3 separate regions of the Macaca mulatta genome follow, and all the other regions are linked to region 1. Evidence: chromatin contacts called from public Hi-C data. All regions are on one chromosome and are shown on one strand. The core of a region is the stretch at or near the end of the contact, and the rest is flanking DNA. Distances in the headings are between cores, read along the strand shown.

Region 1 (3,584 bases), core at 773-3,272:
TACATGACTTTCCCAAAGTCACCAGAAGGTAGGTGATGAAGCCAAAGGCTGGGTGTTCCATTCTTCAACACCCAGCCTCGGTGCCAAAGGGCAGTCCCCAGACAAGCTGCATCAGCATCACCTGGAAACCTGTTGGAAATGCCCTGCCTACTGACTCAAAACTGCTTGCTTGGCAACCTGCGGTTTCATGTGCCTTGCCCATGATTTTGATTCAAGCTGAGAGGGCATTTGTACTTACTGTTTCCTGAACCTGAGGTGACAGGGATGGGGAGGGGGAAGCTGGCAGGTATCTGTGTCTCCCCACACCCTCAATTTACCCAAATATGGAATTTGCTTAGGACCCATCCACACTTGCCCAGGGTTTAGAAGTCTGTTTAAAACTGCCCCAGGGAATTATTAGGTTCAGCAAAGTCGAGGAAACAGTGATTAGATCCTCCTGCCTAGGAGCCCAATAAAGGGAGGCTTTATAAAAATCCTTGTGCCAAGAGAAACGCTGTAAACTCTGACTCCGCGCTCTCACACTGAAGTCAAAATAAGGTTGTTGTTTTTCTGTCCCATTCACTAAATCTACAAGAACAGGAAAACCCATCTAACTTTGCCAGCTGCCTTCCCCTCCCCTCCCTTCCCCCACCAATGTGTGGTGAATTGGGCCCCTTGGCCTCACTTCTACCTTCCCTCAAGGCGGGGAAACAGAGAGAAAGAGTCCTCAGAGAGATTTTTACAGCCTGCTTTCCTTGGGGCCCACCCCGGCTTGGAAACTGACGCAAGCTTTCATGCTGTATAATGTGGAAAGATCCAGCAATTAATGGTCATTGCCAGAGGACACCCCTTTGAAAGAAAGAGGCTGCCACTGTACTCCCCTAAAAACAGTGGGACAGGGCGCACGGCTACACTCCCCACCATTCTCTGCAGCAGGGGCTCCTGAGGCAGAGCTGAACTTTCCCCAAAACGATGTGGGGTGAAGAGAAGGGAGCTGCAACTCCTACCTCCCCTAGGAATGCTGGCCAGGTTGCCGTGAGAACTGATAACGCCCCAGTGACGGGAGAAGCCTCTCAGAGGTGAGAATCACCTGGGGATTTGGGTGAAACGCCAGTCCAGGCCCCTGTGCAGACCCACTGAATCAGAATCTGTAGGGACGGAGGCTGAAAACTGGGTACTTTTAATTCTCGCCCAGTGATTCTGATGTGCAGACAGGGTTGAGAACCAGCGGTTAGCCTAATCCCAAGAGAAAACCTCCATCTGTCCTCCGTCACAGGAACCTGTCACCTCTTAAAACAACAATGAGGTGGAGAGCCAACTAGGGCACACTGAGCGTGATCACGGGGCGACAAAACCACCACGCACTGTTCCCCAGAAGCACACACTGGGTGCACAGCCACACTGGCTGGAGACCCAGGCTGGAAAGTTCCAGCTGGAGCCAAAGGTCGCAGTCCAGGTGCCGCATCTTCTTAAAGGAAACACACCCAAAGGTACGAGGACAGAGCCTGGGCTAGCGATTTAGATCCAGCCCTATCTGACGCCGCCAGCAGCACTACGAAGACAGTTCCAGGAGCACACCCCGCAGGGCGCCGAGGTGACGCCCAGGAGTCTCGTTGGCTCCAGGGCCGCCTGACGTCAGTGGGACGGCCCTGGGCCTGGGCGCGCCACAGTCCCGCCCCTCGGGCGCCAGTCTCGGTTGCGGGCGTTGAGGGGCTGGAGTCTGGCGACCGCCCCACGCCCAGCCGCGGACCAGTAGAGGGCAGGCGCCCCAGTCGTTCTGGACTCGCTTAGTCGGCCCAGCGAGACTGCGAAGGAGCCGCGGGCGCGTCCCCGCCAACCCCGCTAGCCCGCGCCGAGGCGGGCCACGTGACAGCCCGGGGCCCGGGGCCCGCGCCCCGCCGCGCCGCCTTACTTGGTGTCCTCGCGCAGCCCCTTGGTGAACCACACGACGCTGCGGTACAGGGACATGGCGGGCGCGCCGCACGCCGAGCCCCTCCGCGCTCCCGGCGCGGCCTCCGCCCCGGTCCCGCCCCGCGGGAGTCGCCCGCCCTTACATCATCCCGGTTATGTAAGAGCCGCGGCTTCCGGGACCTTGCTCCACAAGGAAGGCGAGGGGTCTCGGGGCCGGCCGGTCGACTCCGCCCCAGCCTCAGAGGGTGGAGTGAGGGCGGACCGGCCCTCGTGGGGGCCACAGTCGAGGTCCGCAGTCTCCTCGGGGTTGAAATCGGGCATCAGTGCCGTTTAGAGAACACCGTCCTGCTGGGCATGGCCGGGATGCGACGCACCTCCGAGAATTTGGTTACCTAGAAAACCATGTGGAATAAAACGACGAGGCTTACGATATTTAAAAGACTTCTGCATCGAATTGGTGTTAAGGGTTATTGTAATAACTGGCATTCTCTAAGTTCCTACATGTGTTGGGGGATGCAGTGCCCTGCCACATTTCCCGTCTCCAGCAAGCGCAGTCAGATTGGCGACATCGCAGGCAAGAGGCAGGGCTGGGGCTCCCACCCGAGAAGTAATTGTCTCCAAAGTCTGAACTTTTGCCACTGGTTCTGCGACTTCATGCAGTGCCAGGGAGAGCCCCTTGATTTCCCCCAAATCCTCATCAGCCTCCTTCCACCCAAGCCCAAATGAACAGTGTGAGTAAAAAAGTGTGGTTGCTGCATGAACCCAGATCTCAGACTAGTAATCCAGCCCCATTCCAGCCCCGCTATGTAGGACTCAGACACCCCTGTCCACATCTAATCTCCAGCCCTAACGCCACATTAGAAATGGGGGTCTTACTGCTGCTGTCACTGCTAGTCACCCTGTTAAATTCTATACCGGTTTACCCAAGTCGCCCAGAGACTGGGTCCCACTTACATAAGCTGAACACAGACTAGCTGCTTTCATAGCCTCATTACCTAGGATATAGGATCACTGTCCAACCTCACCCCGCAGTGGGCAAGTTTTACTTCAGAATAACTTTTGAAATAAATTTCCCCAGAACAGCTCGCCCCTCTGAACAGGACTCTGAGGCTCCACTACGTTGCTGTTATTCCTGACAGAGTGATGAAATTTAAACAAGTGGCGTTTTGTAAAACCACCCAGCCTCGTGTGACGTTCAATGCCTGTCCGATTTGGCTCCAAAAAGCCAAATTTTAGATCCCCAGGGCTACATACTGTTTTTAATACACTCCTCTTTGTGTCAGTGATGGAAAAGGTGTCAGTCTGCTCTGAATCTCTCTGACCACCTCAGGAAATAGGCTTTTGGCTCACAGAGCGGGGATGAGAAATAGTTTTGAACCACCACGTCTCTTGGAGGGTGTCAGCGGCCCCTTGAAGTAAAAATGTGGCTGGAAACCCAGCTCTCTGCATTAGCCAGGTGAACCTGAGCATGCTGCATACGCCCTCAGTCTTGGTTTTTTCATGTGTAAAATGGGAATGAATATGCGCACCGCGTGGGGTGGTTGTGATGATTAAAGGCATTCATTATAAAGAGCTTAGTTTCATACGAAGTGATCAGAAGTGTTCATTTCCCTCAAGTTTTCTTCTCATTCCTTTCTCCCCTACGCTTACAGCCACACAGTGTACATTCAAGAAAGGTTCCAATGAGGGCATGA
Region 2 (3,584 bases), core at 668-3,167, 220 kb before region 1:
CATAGACCATGATTACTCTTTAGCTAACTTAATTCTGGGATTGCTCAGTGGAGGTTATCACATAATGACTATTGATGAAAAGAGTTAAACTTTGTAAAATATTTTAAGAAATTTATTCTGAGCCAAATATGAGTGACCATGGCCCATGACACAGCCCTTAGGAGGTCCTGAGAACATGTGCCCAAGGTGGCCGGGGTACAGCTTAGTTTTATATATTTTAAGAAGGCATGAAACATCAATCAAATACATTTAAGAAATACATTGGTTTGGTTCAGAAAAGCGGGACAACTTAATGCGGGGGCTTCAAGGCTATAGGTACATTTAAACATCTTTTGGTTGACAATTGGTTGAGTTTATCTGAAAACCTGGGATCAATGGAAAGGAATGTTCAGGTTAAGGTAAAGGATTGTGGACCAAGTTTTATTGTGCAGAGGAATCTTTTAGATAGCAGCGTTTAGAGAGAGCAGGTTGTAAAATGTTCCTTACCAGATTAAAAGGATGCCTGGTTCTTAGTTGGTTATCTCCCGGGTGTGGGAAGGAAGGAAAACAAAGGCGAAAGGGGATATAGAACGTGGATTTTTCCCACAAGAGACTTTGCAGGGCAATTTTAAGGTATGGCAATGAAATATCATTTGGGGTAAAACATTTTGATTTTCTTCCTTGTTATGCCAGAGTCCGATTGGAAAGTAAGTCATGATATACACGGTCAAAACCCATCTGATGAGAATTTATGGTTTTTGTAGGCCATGACTCCCCAGACCCCTTAGATAGGAATTTGGGCAAGACAAAAAATCGGAGCTTAGTCTTCACGATCAACCCCACATGCCAGGCCTTGTGGTAGGCACCTAACATTCATTCAGTAACTACAGTAACTCTGTCCATTGTGTTCGGAGCAAGTTAAAAAGGCTGGATTGCTGGGGAAATGGAAAGAAGCCAGCACTAGGGGACTGGGTTCAAGTCTGGAAGGAAGGAGGGGTTGTTTAGCCCTAACTTTGCACTAAAGTAACCTTGGCTGAATAATTTAGCCATCTAAGAAAACGAGGCGATAGACACCACAGATGATCTCTGAGCTCCCTTGAAGATATCTGTATGAAAGATTCTCTCCTTTCCATGTCCCTTCCGTGCCACTATTCCGAGCATCAGCCTGATCCTAGGAGTGGTGACGTCCTGCTCAGCTGGGGGCTGCTCCTCAGTTCCCACAGAGGCAAGTCCAGGTCCTGACTTGGCCAATGGCCCTGGAGGCCGCTGAGCTCCCCAGGCCCACAGCCCAGAGAAGTGGGCGATAGGTCATTCCAGGACAAGGGGGCGGAGGCTCCAAGAAACTACGACTCCCAGGAGGCCACTGGGTGCCATCCGGCAGCTTGGGCCTGGTACATGTTGGGAGCTGTAAGCGGCCTCCCGCCGCGCTTCATTGTTAAGACAGCTAGGCCAGGTACCCCGCGCGCATGCCCAGTCACGTCCCAACTAATTGGGCTTCTTTCCTTCCTGCAGGCCTCTTCTCTTTCCGGTCTTGCTGAGGCGCTCCTTTCCCCGCCCCGCCTCCGCCCTCTTTTCAGGGAATTTCGAAGGGGCGTGGCCTCCGGCAAGCGCGTCCCCAGGGGTGTGTATACGCGCGTTCACGGGAGGTTAAAGAGGGAGGGGACTAAACCTTGGGTGTGGGAGGCAGAGAGAAGACCGCGGGGAACGGAAAGCGCATGCGTCCTAGTGGTGCTGCAGCGCCCGGGGAGCCGCGGAGGGGAGGGGGGGAAAATGGGCGAGGGGGACTGACGCACGCGCACTGGGACACCAGATCCCCGCCTCCTGCTCCAGGTTTCCCCTCCTCCTTCACCACCCTCCCGGAAGTGGACCCGCCCTCGCGCCCACCAGCGGCCACCCCCCTGCGGCAGGCCCCGCCCACAAGGCTCCGCCCCTCCGGCTCTCCGCCCCCTCCTCTGGTAGTGGCGCCGGCTTGCATCCCGGTTGTGGCGGTTTTGGTGCCTGAAGCAGGGAGCGCGGAGTCGTTCCCGAGAGAGGAGGCCAGGCTATGCTCGCCGGTTTCCGGCGTTCCGCTCCGGCCAGCCAGAGTCTCTGTCTCAACCTGTGTCCGTGCCCCAGCAGTCTCCTCAGCCCGGCCCCGCGGCGCGATTGGCGGCGGCGCCCAAGACGCGCCCCCTCCTCCGATGGCGGCGGAGATCCAGCCCAAGCCTCTGACCCGCAAGCCGATCCTGCTGCAGCGGATGGAGGGGTCCCAGGAGGTGGTGAATATGGCCGTGATCGTGCCCAAAGAGGAGGGCGTCATCAGCGTCTCGGAGGACAGGTATGGACTGCTGCCCTTCTGCCGCGAGGAGGGGCGGGACGGGCCGACGGTCCCCGAGCCCGCGTCAGGGGCTGTGCCTCCGCGTCGTCGCGTGTAGACTTGCTCCCCCAAGTTTTACTGTAATGCGCCTCTTGGCGGTGCCGGTGTCCAGCTGCGCGCCGCCTCCGCTGCGTGGCTCCGGGAGCTGGGACGGCGGAGTGCGCTCCGGCTTCACCCTTGCGGGAGCCAGGTGGCCCTCGGGGTAACGGTGCGCCGGCGGGACTTTGGTCCATCCCTGAGGACAGGAGAGAAAAAGGGAGAAGCCGCCCGGCCCTGCAGGTGTGTGCTTGGGAAACGATGCCCTGAGCCTCCTCTGCAAGATAACCAAGAGGTTGGGGTACTCTCTGCTACAGCTCCCAGGGTTTCAAACGGAGAAAGCAAATGCCACTCCCTTCTCCCAGGCATTCCCACCGAATCCAGATAGCCCAGACATCTTAGGCTGAATTCAATGAATATTCTAAGTTGTGCCAAGAGTAAGTTTAGGCTTCTGTGTGGTGCCTTCTCTCCTTTCCCCTCCTTATCTCTTGGAACTCAAGGAGAAGCACGTAGAACTTGTAACGGATCACTGCTGCAAATAGCTCTTGAGTTCCTTCCCTTTGCCTGTTTCCTTTATTTTTACTTAATTTTGCTTAATTTGCAGAAGTGGAACCAGTTGTTCTGCCTTCACATATTCTCCCTGTTTTGCGTTTTCGCTTTAACTGAGTGTCCTTTAATAATTGCAGAAATAAAGCTGATGAAGCTAATTTCTAGAGGAATGTTGCTTGAAGATAGTGTTATGATAATTTATCTGGAATTGTTTCTTTGCTAAAGTCCATATAAGCATTCTTAAAAAAGAACACCGTAGAGGAACATAACACAGGGGTTTTACAGTAGGTAGGTTTTCTTAATATAAGTTCAAATCATGCAGAGGTAAAGCGTCCTTTCTTGGTGACTCTCAAAATTGAGAGGCTAAGCAACAAAGTGCTCATTGCTGTCTTTATAGTCGTTTCAGCACTTTGCATAGTGTGTGGCCTCAAAAATTGAGCTTGATAGGTTTGTTCATGTCTTATTCAGTGTAATTAGGATAAGTATATTAATGACATATTCTTGTCTACATCATGCTCGATACAAATGGCGCCTGATTAATTTCCAATGCAGATCCAATGGAAAACATTGTAAACATACACCAGCAAGCATTCTGCAATGAACAGAAGAAATTCATGGCTGAAATGGAGTACATGGATGTAGGACCCTTTTGAAATTCGCAGAT
Region 3 (3,584 bases), core at 522-3,021, 220 kb after region 1:
TGAATAAACTATGATGCGTTCAAACTGTGCAGAGGTTGCACTGAATTAGACAGCTAGTGAAACAATCTCTAAGATACATTGTTAAACTGAAAAAAGTTAGAGAATACACATACAGTGATCTCATTTAGGTAAAACAAAAATTTTAACACCTCACACAAACGAAACCTAAAGATTTCTCTTGAGTGTGTGCATATTACATATAGATACATGTATCAACTCTTCAACATTGTGCCTGAAACATAGTTCTCAATAAATATCTGCCAAATGAAGACATACGTACATGAATAGAAAAATACTGAAAAATAGATCTGCTTTTCGTGCAAAATATTTCTGTGCTGTTTGCATTTTTAAAAGGTTGTTTTAATGTATTACTTGTACAATTAAAATGAACTTAAAACAGTTATAAAAGTTCCAGGGCCTCGATATACCATATCTGGTCCAAGCACCAGGCTCTGAGTAACTTCTCCAGGTAACTAACTTCATCGTTTTGAGCCATTAGGGCTCTAGCACAGCAACTAGATGCTCATTTTACCTCTCCAGCATCAGATCCCTTAAAAGCATAAAGATGCATTTTGAGGTGTGGGGTTTTCCATCGTTCCCAAACACCAGTTGACCGCACGCTTTTTCTAAAGTGTCCTTTTCTCCCACGCCACGACGCCCCTGGAGCTGGGGGTCTGGCTCGGCCTTGCCTGCGCACCCCCTGGGGTCGAGTAAGCGTAGGACACGGGGAGGGAAGTCCTCCTGGTGGGAGTGAGCTCGCTGCGCGGGAGCGGGGTAACAAAACTCACTTTCCGACTGGCCCCCTCTCTGGCAGTGATCTGTCTCTCCTGCTCAGGCATCGTCCCGCGCGGACACCGAATTCTTCTCTGATCCGGCTCAGAGCCAAAGGTCACCTGGTCGGCAGAGGACAGTGTGGTGTTAAAATCCGGGGAGGGGATGCGCGGAGCGCGAGGGCATCGGCGCGGCTCGGCTCTAATGCCAAGAGGGGTCCGGGAACCGCCCCTTAATTAGGGACCGGGGAAGCTGCAGCCCTCGCCACACGGATGATTCAAAGTTGCGCGCCGCCGTCCTCCCGACCTGGGGGCGTGCGGATGAGAGCGCGAGGGGAGAGTGGGCCTCGGACCCTCGCCCACTCCCCAGGGGGCTGGGAGTGCCCGCCCTGGAACTGCCGGCCCCGCCGGTGCCTAAGTGTCCTCTGCCGTGCCGGCGCCGCAGGGCGGAGGCCCGTCCTCCTCCGCAGTCTCAGTCACCTCGCGCTGGTGCGCTCCGACACTGTACTGGGATCTCAAGCGTGTGCGGGAGGGGGAGGGCAGGTGAGCGGCGCAGAGCCGGGCAGCAGACGCAGCTCGCAAGGCTCACCCACCGTCTGCGGGGAAGGTGCCGGGTGGCGCCACGTCGGGTCCGCTCTGCGCTGCCCCCTCCTCGGACTCTGCGACTGACTGCCGGGCGCCGCGGGTCCCAAAGGAAGCAACCGCGGCGACAGTGAACTCCGCACCTGGAAAATCGATCCGCGGTGCGCAAAGGCCAGCCAATGGCCTCCAACGGGCGACGGGCTCTGGGCCGCAGAGAGGGGCGCAGGCGCCCAGGCGGGGGCTTCCAGTTGGGGAGAGGGGCAAGGGAAGGAGCGACGGCTGTCAATCACAGGCCACGCCCTCCTGAGCCCAACCCCCGCTGCTGTCCCGCCCAAGGGGGCGGGTGCCGTGTGCGCCAGGCCGAACACTAGTCTACGTCTCGGCATATTCTATTGGCTGGAAGGCCGTGGGAAGCGGCTACCAGCAACCAATTGTAACGCGCAATTGGCCCGTGAGGGCGGAGCGAGCATGGCTCGCTTTCTCAGGAGCCAATAGAGAAGAGGAAAGTGAAGCGTTTCCTGAGTTCGGGGGTCGGCGGAAGATGGCGGACGGCGAAAGGAGCTGGTACCTGTGCAAGTTGTTGAGGTGAGGAGCCGGTCGTGGGGCTCACAGACGTTTTCTCTTCTGTAGTGATACTTGCCCGTCCAGTGCGGCTAAATTTTGCGAGTAAATGGCCTTCCTTGTCATGAATCTAAGGTAATTTCTCAGGCCAATGAGCAGTCTTCCTTTTTCTTTGGGGTGTTCTATATAGACTGGAACAGACTAGGTCTTAAAAACTCAATTTACCGCGTTTTCTTCTGTTTCACTGTTGGCTGAGTGGTCGAGTTACCTTTCCTGCTTCAGCTTTTTCTTTCTCTTTCACACTCCAGTTAGTCTGTCATAAATTATTCATATTCATTCCTCATTTTTCTTTACGATTGAGCTACGAGACATTTTCCAATCTATCATGTCTCTCTTCAGTAAAGAAGAAACCGGATCTTCCTTCTCATCTCTTAGTTTCTCCTCTTAAACTCACCAAAAGTGCCATTGTTAACACGTCACTTCAATATAAAGCTTATGTTGAATCCTCTGCTTTTTGATAATCTGTTATTTTAATTTTTATGATTGATGTAAGAAGTTGCATAAAATATTATTTTATTTGTATTACGTGTATACGCTGTTTCTTCTAGAAAAAGAATCTAGCAAATAGATGAGTAAAAGGAAAAACCCCCCGGAGTGCTACCATCCGGAGATAGCCACTGTTAACATTTTGGTGAAAAAACTCCCATACTTTTTTCCACCTTTGTTGTTGTAGTACTACTGAATTTTAAATGCCTTGCCCTCCACTAATAAAACAGAAAGCCTAGTATATTCTACCTACCTAGCTTTTTTTACCACCTACATATTTTTGTTCAGGCTGAAAATTTATAATTAACACCATAGCTTTCTGAATAGCAGTATGTACCTAATTCTCTCAAAAGTTCAGGCACTTCTTCATTTTTGTCCCCTCTACTTCAAATTCTGTAATCATTACTTTAAACATTTTGAATGAGAAAGTCTATTATCAGAGCCTTTTGGTTCTTCCCTGCCATAGGGAATATTCCTCAGTGCTTTACATTATAATGGCTAAATAAACTCACTAACCAGACTTAAAGGACAGGTTTAACTTTAGTCATTATTCAGCTTTTAAGTTAAATGTTTAATAGTTCAGTTTGAAAAGCCTATCACATTAATTTTCCCACCTAAATTATTTGAAGGAATTGCCAGAAACGTCTTTTCATTATGGGGTAGCTGCATTTTAAATAAGCTTTTGAAAGCTTGTCCTGAGAAAACAAACTGTCCTCTGTAGTGTTGCTTTTATTAATTCATACATTCCAAATGTTAAATAAATGGTAAATCTTACCACTTTTGTCAGACTGTGTTCGTCCTTTAAGGCAGTGGTTCTTAATTGTGTTCCATGAACCATGCAGGTCCCGAGGCCCTTCAATGGGTCCTCAACAAATCTGTTTTTGTAATAACATTAAGGTAATATTTGCCTATTTTACTGTGTTGAGAAGTGCAAAAGTGATAGCGGATAAAACTAAGTGATAGTGGATTTTAATTAACAGTGTGAAAAGGTCATTAATAGGATTTCAGAGTCTGCATTGCAACTGACATTAAGAAATTGCATAACTTGTCAAATGTGGCCTAGCATCAAAGAACAATATCTGTAACTAGGTGAAAAATTAAATATATTTTAAATGTAAGCTCAAT

What was found. Hi-C and Micro-C count contacts between places; a contact is called where the count stands out from the background.
Region 2: a Hi-C map of fetal cortex germinal zone shows a contact between it and region 1, with 3 times the contacts expected there. The contact joins the promoter of WDFY2 here to the promoter of DHRS12 in region 1. A contact is called at or near these places in 4 of 14 Hi-C or Micro-C datasets (CD4 T cells, fetal cortex germinal zone, fetal cortical plate and 1 more).
Region 3: a Hi-C map of fetal cortex germinal zone shows a contact between it and region 1, with 2.4 times the contacts expected there. The contact joins the promoter of ATP7B here to the promoter of DHRS12 in region 1. A contact is called at or near these places in 2 of 14 Hi-C or Micro-C datasets (fetal cortex germinal zone and fetal cortical plate).

What each region holds. Positions count from the first base shown.
Region 1 is chr17:31,029,998-31,033,581 of T2T-MMU8v2.0, forward strand. DHRS12 (dehydrogenase/reductase 12) reads right to left here and starts at 2,023. Exons shown (of 11, transcript XM_002808146.4): 1 at 1,892-2,023. The coding sequence starts at 1,947.
Region 2 is chr17:30,811,103-30,814,686 of T2T-MMU8v2.0, forward strand. It overlaps WDFY2 (WD repeat and FYVE domain containing 2), which reads left to right and starts at 1,918. Exons shown (of 12, transcript XM_077973835.1): 1 at 1,918-2,614.
Region 3 is chr17:31,247,489-31,251,072 of T2T-MMU8v2.0, forward strand. ATP7B (ATPase copper transporting beta) reads right to left here and starts at 1,772. Exons shown (of 23, transcript XR_013407653.1): 1 at 1,364-1,772; 2 at 789-893. It overlaps ALG11 (ALG11 alpha-1,2-mannosyltransferase), which reads left to right and starts at 1,894. Exons shown (of 4, transcript NM_001190890.2): 1 at 1,894-1,937. The coding sequence starts at 1,894.